Regions from separate parts of the Mus musculus genome. Here regions 1, 2 and 3 are each linked to region 4. Evidence: chromatin contacts called from public promoter capture Hi-C data. All regions are on one chromosome and are shown on one strand. Each heading gives the region's core, a stretch centred on a gene start, on an enhancer-like site or on the middle of the called end of the contact. The rest is flanking DNA. Distances are from core to core; before and after follow the strand shown. Region 1 holds the start of Cep72 (centrosomal protein 72). Region 2 holds the start of Trip13 (thyroid hormone receptor interactor 13). Region 3 has its middle 15 kb from the start of Gm46430. Region 4 holds the start of 1700037F03Rik (a long non-coding RNA gene).

Region 1 (2,700 bases), core at 45-2,544, 1.6 Mb before region 4:
AATAATTTGGAGGTCTAAGAAGATACCTAAAGGGATATTTGAAAAGCATATTAAAATCAATGAAAATTAGAACCAGTCATGGTGGCAACTGCCTGCAATCCTAGCCACTTGAGTGTCGGACTAAAATTCCAAGGCCAGGTTCCGTTAAAAATGGAGATCAAGGTCATCTTGGCTTAATAACACACTTGAAAAATTAAAAAAACGTTTGGGGTGAAGTCCCATGACAGGGCATTTGCTTAGCATATGCAAAGCCCTATGTTCTATCTCCAGTACCTTAACACACAGTAGAAATATAAACACTAACAAATGTGTTAGTGTGTGCAGCTATGTGATACGTAAAGAGAAATGTACAGATTAAGAGATTTAAATTATAAAACAAGCTTTAATCCACACGTTTCACTTCTAGAATCTAAAGAGGAAAATAAATGCAAAGCAAGCACAGAGAAAAAGGTAAAATTTAAAAACAGTGAAGACAAATCAACCAACCCAAAAGTGGTGTCTTTGGCATGACCAAAAACCGTATATCTCCAACATGACTGAAAGATAGAGCCAGATTAAGTACCATTTATGAAAATGGGGAATATCCCTACAGGCCCCACAAGCATTAATAAAATAGTAAGAGAATGCTGTAGTCAGTTCTATGTAGATATGGTTGACAATCAAGAAAAAACGATTTAGATAACGAAAATGCACTCTAGGTGAAACCACTATAAGTTTAAAAATCGTAATCGAATTTAAAAAATGGTAATCGAAAATCTTCAACAATGGAAAATTCTAGGCCTGCGTGGTTTCCCTGTCAAAGTCCAGGGGAAAAAAGTTAAAAAGGAAAAAAAAAAAATCACAACACAAATTCCGCACGATCTCTTGCTCAAAACGTAATGGGGCCTTGATGTCCAAACCATATAAAAAGAGACCTGCATCTTCATAAGCGAAATGCCATGTAGGAACCCAGGAAGACAGATGAAAGCTGCTGCAAAAAAGAAGCGGGGGGCTCAGCCTGACCGCGGTCCCACAGAAAACCCAGGCCGCGTCCACCGGCTCTCCAGGACCTTAGCCACGCCCTTCCCCACAAACCCGCCCAGCCGGCCCCGCCTCCTTGCCCCACGGGCCGAGACCGTTTGTGGTCAAGTGCCATTCGCACGGAGGCAGAGCTATCAGGCCCGGCAGGCCAACCCAGTCTGTCCCCCACGCACCCAGGTCGCGGTGGGGACCCAGGCCGCTGCGCTCTCGTACAGTCTCTTCACACAAAACCAACCGCTGGCCTGGCGCCATGTTTTCAAACCGGACGCTGGCGCGCGGCGCCTGCGCTGTGACGTGATCTGGAACGGGCGGGCGGGACCAAGCCTGCAAGGGGCGGGCCCAGGAGGGTGGGCGGAGCTTCGGCTGTGTTTAAAACTTTCTTTGGGACAGGTTCACCCAAGCCATCCTAATCCGCTGAGCTCTGAGTGCAACCTCACCCTGCTCTGGCTCCTCCCCAGGACAACCCCATTGCGTTCAGTGCGGTTTGTGGAAACAGCTGTTAGTGCCCGGGGCATTCGCACCTACTCCCACTTCCATTCATTTCCTACTCCCTCCAGGAGCCTTCTCTCCTAAGGTTTCTTCCTGTCCCAGCCCCTGAGATGCTCCCCCCCCCCCCCCCCGCCAACCCCCACGCACTTCCAAAAGTTCTCATCATGTGGCTGGAGAGACAGGCTGTGTGCAAAAAAAAAAAAAAAAAAAAAAAAAAATTTCTCCTAACTAAGACACATTGAAAGTCCTTTCATCAAACCTGGGGTCTACTAATAACTTCCAGGCATTGGAGAGATAACTAAGCTTTTCAGAAGCAAATTAAGGCTTGTATGCTTGCCATCTAAGACATGTGGCGCCTCAGGACACAACACAGATTTCAATCACCCTCTCTTATTCTATTTTCTCTGACCAAGATCAGAGTCCAAGTGGGACCTTGGGGAGACGGATGGTCTGTCAGGGACAGACCCAAGACCAGCTTTTCTACTGCAATGAAAGTGCCAGTAGAAACTTGGGAAGTAACGTTTCTGTTTACTAACGTTTTACATCTTCACTGAAGAAAGAGGGACAAGGATTAGCTTTGCACCCTGCAAAGATTCCTACAAGCCTATGATTTCTTACAAGCCTCAGTAAAAGGTTATGCTAATGATTAATTACTACCAAGTACTCTTTCCGGTGGTTTATTAAATACCATCTGCCGTGGTAACATTAGACTGTGGCCAAACCTACATGCATTTAAGCTGTTTTATGTCCTTAAGTTCCATTTGAGGTGTTTAGGAGTGAGCCAGCAGCACTTGAACTTGATTTGGTGCTGGTGAAGACACAGAGCAAGGAACAGTGTTGTGACTCGGAGATAGAGATGATGAGCCAGGCTGGGTCACATCAGGAACAATCCCTTCTGCCTCATAGTTCATAAAGCTTTCCCAACTAGACCTGGAGGTTAGCAGGAACCTTCCTTAGCTGGAGTCCCACAGCCTGGTCTTCCCTACTACCTGGAGAGTTGGCAGGCAGTCCTACCCAGAACATTCTGTTGATCTCACATACACACCCCCCCCCCATGCTGCTCCCAACCTTGGCATTCATCAGCTGTCTGAGATGGGGTAAGAAGAGCCACTGTTGCCATGTATAAGGCTTGTGCTTCTTTTTGTATGCTCTCTCTGTAGGACATGCCAAAACATGTGCTGCTTAAGACCC
Region 2 (3,059 bases), core at 253-2,752, 1.8 Mb before region 4:
TTGCAGTGCTAGAAAGATAAATAAAACATATATAAAATATCTTAGTTAAGAAAAACACTAAAAGCTGGGCGTGGTAGCACACGCCTTTAAGCCCAGCACTTGGGAGGCAGAGGCAGGCGGATTTCTGAGTTCGAGGCCAGCCTGGTCTACAAAGTGAGTTCCAGGTCAGCCAGGGCTACACAGAAAAACCCTGTTCCGAAAAACCAAGAAAAAAAAAAAAAAACCAAAAAACAAACAAACAAAAACGACAAAAACAAACAAAAAAACAAAAAAAACCCCACTAAAGTATAGCTAGGTCTGGCTGTAATTTCAGCATGCAAGCTGAGACAGAAGAACTTGTTTCAAACACAGACACTCAGACACACACACACACACACACACACACACACACACACACACACAGACACACACCTTCCCTCCCTCAGACCTCAGACATATACAAGAAAGTCATTAGTCAAGATGGGGCTTGGCAGTGTACTGTCTTAGGATCAACTGTAGGGTCCCAGGCCTGCAGTCATACCATCAGCCACCCTCAGGCTAATTAGAAAAAGGAGGTGCCACTAGTTCTTCACACACTACTATGAAAATTAATAAAAATTCAGTGTTTGAGACAAGCCTGAAACATTATGAGCATTCAATCCATGTTAGCAGCCCTTTTAAGGAAAACCTGAAAATGCATAGCTGTAGGGTCTAACCTGGAGTACGTACATAATCTTTGTAACAGGAAATTTGCCACTGGATTCTGGCTTTGCAAATTAAATACTTGCTCTACTGACACTGCACTTCCTTGCACCCCTAATTGACTGGAGATCACTTCTGTCGCTTAGCAGGTCCTATTACATGGAGCTCATCGTTAGGCTGTGCTCCATAGGCCAGTCAGTTGAGAGCTGTGGGGTCCTGCCAGATAGTCTGGGATGGTGGTAGGGTCTGGATGGGATATGCGGCAATGTGAGAGGTGAAACTCAAGAGTAATGTGTGGTGGGATGGAGGGCAAAGTCGGATCATGCTGTTAGGGTCAACTGAAGTGGGGTGGAGGTGTGCTGGGTCATACTAGGTGGGTTCATGTCAGGCTGTTCAGGTCGTGCGAAGTGGGGCCGTACTGAGGGGTGGGACGCTGTGGGGTGGAATCCTAAGAGTTGGGGTAAGGTCGTGCCACTCGGAGTCACGCGTGGTGGGGTCGGATCAGGTCGCGCCCCGCGTGGTCGGACTCCGTATATACGCTCACCTTCCGCTGCGCTGCAGAACCTCCACATGGACCGCGGGCGATTCGGCAACACAGGGAAGCGCTTGCTTCAGGTCGCCCACCGCCTCGTCCATGGCGCCGCCGCCGGGAGCCGAGGGAATGCCGCCGGAGTGAGGCCGCGGTCGCCTCCCTGCGCCCTGTGCGACAGCCTTCTCCGATGTAGGAGGATCCACCTTGGCTAAGGGCCGGCCAAATCCACTTCCGCCGCCCGAGCCGCTCGGCGCTTTGCAACCCGCCCCGCCCCACCGAGCTTCGAATCTGCCGCGCGCTGCGCACCGCCCCACCCTGACCCGGAAGCACTTGGCGGTGGCGAAGGCGCTACTTCCGACTGGCGCAGGTCGAGCTACCGGCAGCCGCTTCTCACCGGATCCCGTGCTATCTCAGCCATGGGCAAAAAGCACAAGAAGCACAAGGCGGAATGGCGCTCGTCCTACGAAGGTGCGGATCCCACGGGCGGGGTCTAGGTTGCCGATACGGGCAGGGGAAGGCGTTCCAGGGGAAGGGCGTGGTCTGTGCTGGGCGGGGTCCCGTGAGAAGGAGGAGCTTAGAGCCAGGTAGTGGACAATCGTAGGAGGGGCGGGGTTAGAGCTGAAAAAGGGAATCTGCTGCGAAGAGGCTATAGGCTTCTTTTTTGGGTCCTGTAGCCACTATGTACCTCCTCTCTGACACCAGGAAGACCCGCAGCAAAAAGAGGGCTTCCGTGAAGGAATTGGGGTCCTGGGTCTCAGGTCGGGTTGTTGTACCCTCGGAATATCCTCAGTGGTGATTTTGTGGTTTGAAAGAGAGGATTGAACACCAATCTGTCAGTTTGAGATTACATAGTCTGTGGTTTTGACAACTCCTTGCTGTCTAGATTCACACCCACAGGGGTGCAGTATTTCTACTCAGTATTTTGCAAGCTTGACCTACGTACGGTCTGTGTGCAGATTATACAGACACGCCACTGGAGAAGCCTCTGAAGCTGGTGCTCAAGGTGGGAGGAAGTGAAGTGACAGAGCTCTCAGGATCTGGCCACGACTCCAGCTACTACGACGATCGCTCAGACCACGAACGGGAGAGACACAGAGAAAAGAAGAAAAAGAAGAAGAAAAAGTCAGAGAAGGAGAAGCACCTCGATGAGGAGGAGAGGAGGAAGCGGAAGGTAAAGGTTCAATGGCCTAAGATGGGTCCCTAATCACGCCTGGCTATACCGTTGCTGCAGTTCTGGGCTTCCAGGGCATCTTCAGGTGATGCCTGTCAGGTGTCAGGAGTGGCTCTTCTTCCCAGTCTGGGGAATGCGCAGACGTGTGCGGAGCCTGCATTACCAGTCTAAAAGGGTTCTGGCTGTTCTGTGCCCTCTATTCTTCCATACTTACAGGAAGAGAAGAAACGGAAACGGGAGAAGGAACACTGCGACTCAGAGGGGGAGGCTGATGCTTTCGACCCTGGAAAGAAGGTGGAGGTGGAGCCACCCCCAGACCGACCAGTGAGAGCCTGCCGAACACAGCCAGGCAAGACCCTGTCCCCAAACATGAGTTTCCTACCTTGTCTATAGCGTGGTTATCTAGTTGTTGGGGACATTTCACAAGCTAAAAATGAGTAAATTCTCTTGAAGACTGGTAAAACAGACACATGGATGCCAGAGACCAACCATATGTGTCCTACAAAACCTACTATATTTTTATTTGGTTGGTTAGTTGTTTTGTTTTGTTTGTTTTTCTGGTTTTTTGTTCTGGTTTTTCGAGACAGGGTTTCTCTGTATAGCCCTGACTGTATAGTACTCACTCTGTAGACCAGGCTGACCTTGAATTCAGAAATCCTCCTGCATCTGCCTGCC
Region 3 (2,984 bases), core at 264-2,763, 1.1 Mb before region 4:
GAGAAAGAAGAAGTGAGAGGGAAGAGCCTAGTGTTCCAGTATATTTTACATACTGACCCAGACCTGGCCTCCAGGTTCTCCCAGCATCCCTAAGCCCTTACCTAGCATAGCCTGCCCCCTAATCCTGAACTTTCTAGCCCAGACATTTTGTCCTGTGTCTTTCCTTTCTTCTCTGTGTACATGCCCTTTCTCTTTCAATTCCCCCTCACCAATCTCCTCCCGAAGGTGACTTCCCTGTCCTAGGGCAATTGTGCGCAGAGCAGTTTCCCAATAATCCAGCATTTTAATACACTCCAATCTAGTTTGATAGCGAAGAAATAACCTATGAGTCAAGATATCAAATAATAAAATGAAAAAGACAAGGTAACTAAAATGGTTGGATCACATAGGAAGGGCAGCTGGGAGAAGGACAGACCAACCTCTGGGCTTAGAGGGAGGATAGGCCAGTCAGGCATACCTTGTAATGGGTAGGAGCTGAGGAATGTCAGGGAGAACCTGAGAACCAGGTTTGTTTTCAATTGTTAAATAGCACCTCAGCCCTTTGTCCTAGTGTTTGAGACTTAGCACTAGAAAAAATGAGAAAGTTGAAATGATTTAATTTTAATTCCCAAAATCATTTTAAATGTTTAAAGAGGCTTTATGGTTGGGTATTGTTCAGGGTCTAGACATATGTATTAGAGGACACCAAATATTATCCATACCTTTCTCTCAGGTTGTGCATTTTCAGACAAAAAAGCAACAGTCTGTGTTATAAGCAGCCACAGCAGGTTGTCCAGATCTTGGGTGTTGTTTTAGAAGGGTAATATAAACCCCAATTGTTTCCATTTTGAGGACCAGGCCTGAGTCCACGCTGGAAGATACCAACTACAAGAACAGACCATAAGTCTCAGAAACTAGGTATTCAGACACCAGCTCTAGAAGCAGACCATAAAATCCAGCACAAGATCATAAAACCCTCTCCCGAAGTACAGCCTGGGGATAACCACAAAAACGGAGAAATGTCTTATCTCAGAATGGGCCATCTGTAGCCCTATTTCATCACATGGTTCAATGTTCATGACATAGGAATGCAGGCCGCTGACCCGCTAGAGCCCACCAATGCAATTTTAGATTACCTAATCTTCCTAGAGAGTCTCCTGGTTTATGTGGGGTCCTCATTCTAGAGAATGATTAAGTCCTTGAGTCCTTAAATCCTTGAATGCTATTGTGTTTTTCAGAATAAACATTCTTTGGTTTTGCATACTAAGTCTGGGGCCTTCCTTCAGAGATTTTGCAGACCATTACATTTAGTGCATTGGCAGGGAATCGAAGGGGTCCCTCTTGACTTGATAGTAGAGAGGGTTGTTATTGTTGTTGAGAGCAATGGACTCTCCTAGCAATGGGCAAGTCAGGGTGTGTCTGAGTTTGCTGTGTGTATCTTGACTTTGTCAAGTTCTGAGTAGCCTTTTGTCTTGCTCTCTGTGGGGTGATTTCTTTTGTCTTCACAACCTGAAGGCCAAAGGAGGTAGGGCAGTCAAGCTGGTAACTTCCTCCTGGCCTTGGGGATGAGAGGTGCTCTCCAGCTCCCTTCAGATGCAGTTGCAGAGAGCTCCATTCTGACACAGGTTCTGATGGAAGCTATCAGGTTCTTCCCAGCTGGGAGAGCCCGCTCCAGGGATAGGCTGCCTTCTTGTCTCTGGACTCCTTTCTGTTGGAGTCAGAGAACACCAGTGCAAACACAGGCCGGTTTTTTCCTGGAAAGAATGGCCTGCTTTTAAAGTGGGTTGGCCGGAAGCACACACTTTCCACCTTCCTACTATCTACTTGGTTCAAAGTATTGTGTATGTAAATCCTGGGCACCCTGACCAGGTTCCAAACAACATGGTCTGGCAGTATCTGGTGGAGAGCCCCATAAGTAGCTAAAGCCTTTCCTACCACCTATCCCAATGACCTTACAGTACAAATTGATGGAGCTCTCAAAGAATCTTAAGCCAGCAGTCCAATTCCCTCCAGCTCTGGAGGAAAATTCCTTCCTGGCGCCTTATCATTCTATCCTGGTTCACACCCATCCCTTGTAAATGGCAGATGCTGGTCCAGGCCCTGGGGAAGAGGTTTACATCATTCTAGCCCTCTTCACACAGGTGCCCGCACTACAAGATAGACAGATTCTACCACAATGGCACTGCCCTTTTGAGCAACTGTCCCTCCCACGCCCACCATTTTGGATAGGCAAGGGAAGACAGTACAGGGCACACATCCCCTTTTCCACTACTGATCTATACAAGTGGAATGTGCAGAATCCCAAGTTCAGAGAAACCTGCTACCCTCATAGACATATATTAGACTCTGAACTACATATTGTTTTGTTTTGTTTTTTTGAGACAGGGTTTCTCTGTGTAGCCCTGGCTGTCCTGGAACTCACTCTGTAGACCAGGCTGGCCTCGAACTCTGAAATCCTCCTGCCTCTGCCTCCCAAGTGCTTTGATTAAAGGCGTGCGCCACTCTGAATTACTTTTAAAGAGTTTACTACTCATAGAGCAGAAAATGTTGTTCATAGTGAACACTGTCCTTACTCATATAAGGATAATGAGTATGCGCTTTTAAATATTATATATATATGTACATATACATACATATACGTATAACTATACTGACATAAACAGTTTAATAATTTAAAAAATATTCATAACCACTAAAGTCTTATTTAAAAACAGTATAATAATTTAAAGATCCAGCATGGAGCTTCTTCCCTATTTCTAAATTAAAATGCAACTACCTTCATGCCTATAGATACACTTAAAGTGATCACAGCAAAACTTTTAAAATGATACTAATTCTTTATTAAAAAAAAAAAAAAAGAGGACATGGCTGGCCAGTAGTTTTATCGGGGGAAGAGGTATAACTATTTATGTAATGTGAAATTGTCTCCATACATAATGAGTAAAGCATTTTTATTGTGACTGATTCTAGGATATCCAGGTCTCATAAGAAACACCTTGTCAATA
Region 4 (2,954 bases), core at 424-2,923:
CATGTTTTATGAAACATGAAGCTTTTATTTTGCCCTGTAAAAGTACATTTCTTAATTCACCCCCTTGTTATTGCCTTAATTTCCTTATTCAATGAATTTAAGTGAACTGGCACTATACGAACACTAAAGTAATAGGTGGAAACCATGGGTTAACAGAACTCATACCAGTGGGCTGAAATCAGGACAAGCTACAAAGTGATCTGATGAAACTAGACTTGATACTCAGACTTTTATTTAATAACCACACTACAGAAAGAATTCCTTCTGAGACTTTCATAGCAAGCATTCATAGAATGCTTGAGGGTCTGGAAAAGGGGGGATTTACTAAGGTGTGGGGTGAATATAGAATTAAAGGCAATTATAGCCCAAATTGTATTTAAAAGCTAGAAAAATACCATGTAAATATCTATAAAAAAAAAAAAAATCCAGAAAGACGATGGTAGGGCTTTACAATAATGAATGTCTCGATTTTTAAAACAAAAAGGGATATCTTCTTTTTTTTTTTTTTTTTTGGTTTTTCGAGACAGGGTTTCTCTGTATAGCTCTGGCTGTCCTGGAACTCACTTTGTAGACTAGGCTGGCCTTGAACTCAGAAATCTGCCTGCCTCTGCCTCCCGAGTGCTGGGATTAAAGGCATGTGCCACCACGCCCGGCCAAAAAGGGATATTTGTACAGAGTGCCTATCCCTGCTTTTAAATCTTTCACTTGTTTGTTTGTTTGTTTAGTTTTTGCTCTTGTTTTCTGAGACAGGGCTTGGTTTGAAGCCCAGGCGGGCCTAGAACCTACCTTCCACAGTCAATCTCCCAGCCTCAACTTGGCAATTGTTTGCTTTTTGTCTTGTGTTTCTGATCAGCCAATTAATTGACCTTCTCAGGGGAAACCTATCTAGTCTATCCGCACACAGCTTAAAGAGGATTGCTGTAGGCACCCTCCTTTAGCCATGCCCACACACAGTGTAAACTGAAGTGGAAACTAAGCCAAGCCTCCTTACACTTTGGCCTCTACCTCCTCCATTTAAACTCAGTAAGACCTCCTAGCCTAAATAAAACCAATGAAAGACACAGATCTCAAAGAAGACTCAGAGAATGGGTGGTATCATTGTTTCTTTTTACCTACCTCAAGGTCAGTTATACTCTTCAAGGGCCTTTGAAAGAAGAAACCCCGAACAGTATGGTTTCCCCATGACCCATAAAAAGGCATAACCCTGATCATATGATGAGCTCCAGTGCATATTCTATTCCTTTGAAGTCACATACATGTATGAGTTGATTTTGAAAGACTCTAAGGTCCAACTCTATTTATTGTATCATGACCACCACTCAAAACACATTTAATGCACTGGTATAATTTTGTGCTTAAGTTTTCCACACAGTCTCACACAACTACTGAAGACTACAGCTGACTTGGTAATTTCAAGTCTGGAATTAAAAATAAACAAACAAACAAACAAACAAACAAATAAATAAACCTTTGTGCCACCCCAGTACTGAACTTCCTTTTAAGGAAAAGCTCTCTTGAGACAGCCTACGGTGTCTGCACCACAGAGCATATCAAGACCCAAAGCTTGTGCAGCTGTCAGGAAACAAAATCCGTACTTGGTCATCTGTCCTGCCTTCACCCCTACCGAATGGGGATCTTCACTTCGTACCGCAAGAACAGGTTGACCTATGTGTTCGGTCCACTATTACCTCTCAAGGGGCGGGGCTCCGACTTAGGCTCACTTGGTAACCTTGACACCCAATTAGCAGGGTTCTGCCCCAAATCGGTCCAGCCAATCGCCGCAGGAGAGCCAAGACGAGACATGACGTCAGATAAGATTAACTCGACGCGTCACCCCGACGTCAACCTCTCCTCTGTCGGACGTCCCGTCCTGAGAGCAAAACTCCTGCGACTTTGGGCCCCGCCCCCTTGAGGTGAAGAGCAGCCAATGAGGGAGGCTCTGTGGGGATTCAGACCAATGAACAGAGTCCAGGGCGGGGTGCGGGCTCGAGGGTGGGGCGGCCCGCAGCTGTGGAAGCCCGAGGTCTAGCTGCGCGCAGTATATGACAGTACGTCAGCAGCGGGATGGCCGTAGCTGTGGCGGCGGCTGCAGGAGCCCGAGCAGCCGCGGCCGCAGTGGAGGCTGGAGCCCGAGCGGCGTCCGCGGTGGCACCCCGGGGAGTTTAAGATGGCGGCGGGGGGGGCTGCGGGACTGCGGGAGGAGCAGCGGTACGGGCTGGCGTGCGGGCGGCTGGGGCAGGACAACATCACCGTGCTGCATGTGAAGCTCACCGAGACGGCGATCCGGGCGCTGGAGACTTACCAGAGCCACAAGGTGAGCGGCCGGCCGGGCAGCGCTCGGGGAGGCGGCGGCCACTGATCTTTCTGCCGGGCGCCTGGCGCCGCGCCGGTGGGGCGCTGGCTCCCGCTGCTGCCTCCGCACCCGCCGAAGGGAACGAGGCCAGCCGCGGGCGCCGACGCCGCGGTCCGGGGCCTCTGGATCGAGGGCGCGGGCGGGCGGCCCCTTGTGGCGGGGTCGGCCTGGCCGGGGCTGCGCGGCCGCTGCGGGACTTTCCGACAGCCGCCCGCGGGGTTTCTGGCTTGTTTGGTCCGGAGGAGGAACCGGGTCCTTTGGGAGAGAAGTGTGGCGATCGCCTTACCCTCGGAGGGGGCGCACGGAGCTACCAGTAAAGAAGCGAGGGTCGGAGGCCGCGAGCGGTCAGAGTTTTCTGGGAAACGCGGAGGGATGGCTGAGTCGCTGAGCGAGGGGCAGCGGCACTCCGTGGGGGTGAAGACATAACTAGTACTCTCAGGGACTCGGAGACACTGGCACCCCTATTGCAGGCGAGAGTGTACATGGTGTACTCGGGAAGGCCGGGACACTGGCGCTGCGAGGAGGGGGAGGGGGACACACCTTGCACTCTCGGGGACTCGGGGACTCCAGCTCTGTGGGTTGGGTTCCCGGAGACACACCG

Evidence for each region. Promoter capture Hi-C pulls out the DNA fragments that hold promoters and counts their contacts.
Region 1: a contact with region 4 is called in a promoter capture Hi-C map of pre-B cells, with 3 times the contacts expected there. The contact joins the promoter of Cep72 here to the promoter of 1700037F03Rik in region 4. A contact is called at or near these places in 3 of 39 promoter capture datasets (cranial neural crest, liver and pre-B cells) and 1 of 115 datasets of contacts at active chromatin or transcription factors (astrocytes).
Region 2: a promoter capture Hi-C map of pre-B cells shows a contact between it and region 4, with 3 times the contacts expected there. The contact joins the promoter of Trip13 here to the promoter of 1700037F03Rik in region 4. A contact is called at or near these places in 1 of 39 promoter capture datasets (pre-B cells), 1 of 484 Hi-C or Micro-C datasets (pre-B cells) and 1 of 115 datasets of contacts at active chromatin or transcription factors (thymic regulatory T cells).
Region 3: a promoter capture Hi-C map of embryonic stem cells shows a contact between it and region 4, with 2.4 times the contacts expected there. The contact joins the enhancer-like site here to the promoter of 1700037F03Rik in region 4. A contact is called at or near these places in 2 of 39 promoter capture datasets (embryonic stem cells and hippocampal neurons), 3 of 115 datasets of contacts at active chromatin or transcription factors (embryonic forebrain, embryonic stem cells and epiblast stem cells) and 2 of 9 other capture datasets (adipose tissue and liver).

What each region holds. Positions count from the first base shown.
Region 1 is chr13:74,060,991-74,063,690 of GRCm38.p6, forward strand. Cep72 (centrosomal protein 72) reads right to left here and starts at 1,295. Exons shown (of 12, transcript NM_028959.3): 1 at 1,194-1,295. The coding sequence starts at 1,272.
Region 2 is chr13:73,936,265-73,939,323 of GRCm38.p6, forward strand. Trip13 (thyroid hormone receptor interactor 13) reads right to left here and starts at 1,503. Exons shown (of 13, transcript NM_027182.2): 1 at 1,226-1,503; 2 at 1-8. The coding sequence starts at 1,317. Brd9 (bromodomain containing 9) reads left to right here and starts at 1,564. Exons shown (of 16, transcript NM_001378947.1): 1 at 1,564-1,681; 2 at 2,170-2,384; 3 at 2,601-2,733. The coding sequence starts at 1,630.
Region 3 is chr13:74,600,463-74,603,446 of GRCm38.p6, forward strand. No RefSeq gene overlaps it. Among named protein-coding and RNA genes, the nearest start is that of Gm46430, 15 kb to the right of the region's middle. Within about 2 kb of position 1,514, at least 6 of the 459 cell types and tissues checked have an H3K27ac peak or open chromatin away from gene starts, as enhancers often do. A contact at or near this core is called in embryonic stem cells, where this site is marked.
Region 4 is chr13:75,705,484-75,708,437 of GRCm38.p6, forward strand. It overlaps 1700037F03Rik (a long non-coding RNA gene), which reads right to left and starts at 1,674. Exons shown (of 3, transcript XR_873683.1): 1 at 1,596-1,674. It overlaps Ell2 (elongation factor for RNA polymerase II 2), which reads left to right and starts at 2,001. Exons shown (of 12, transcript NM_138953.2): 1 at 2,001-2,314. The coding sequence starts at 2,168.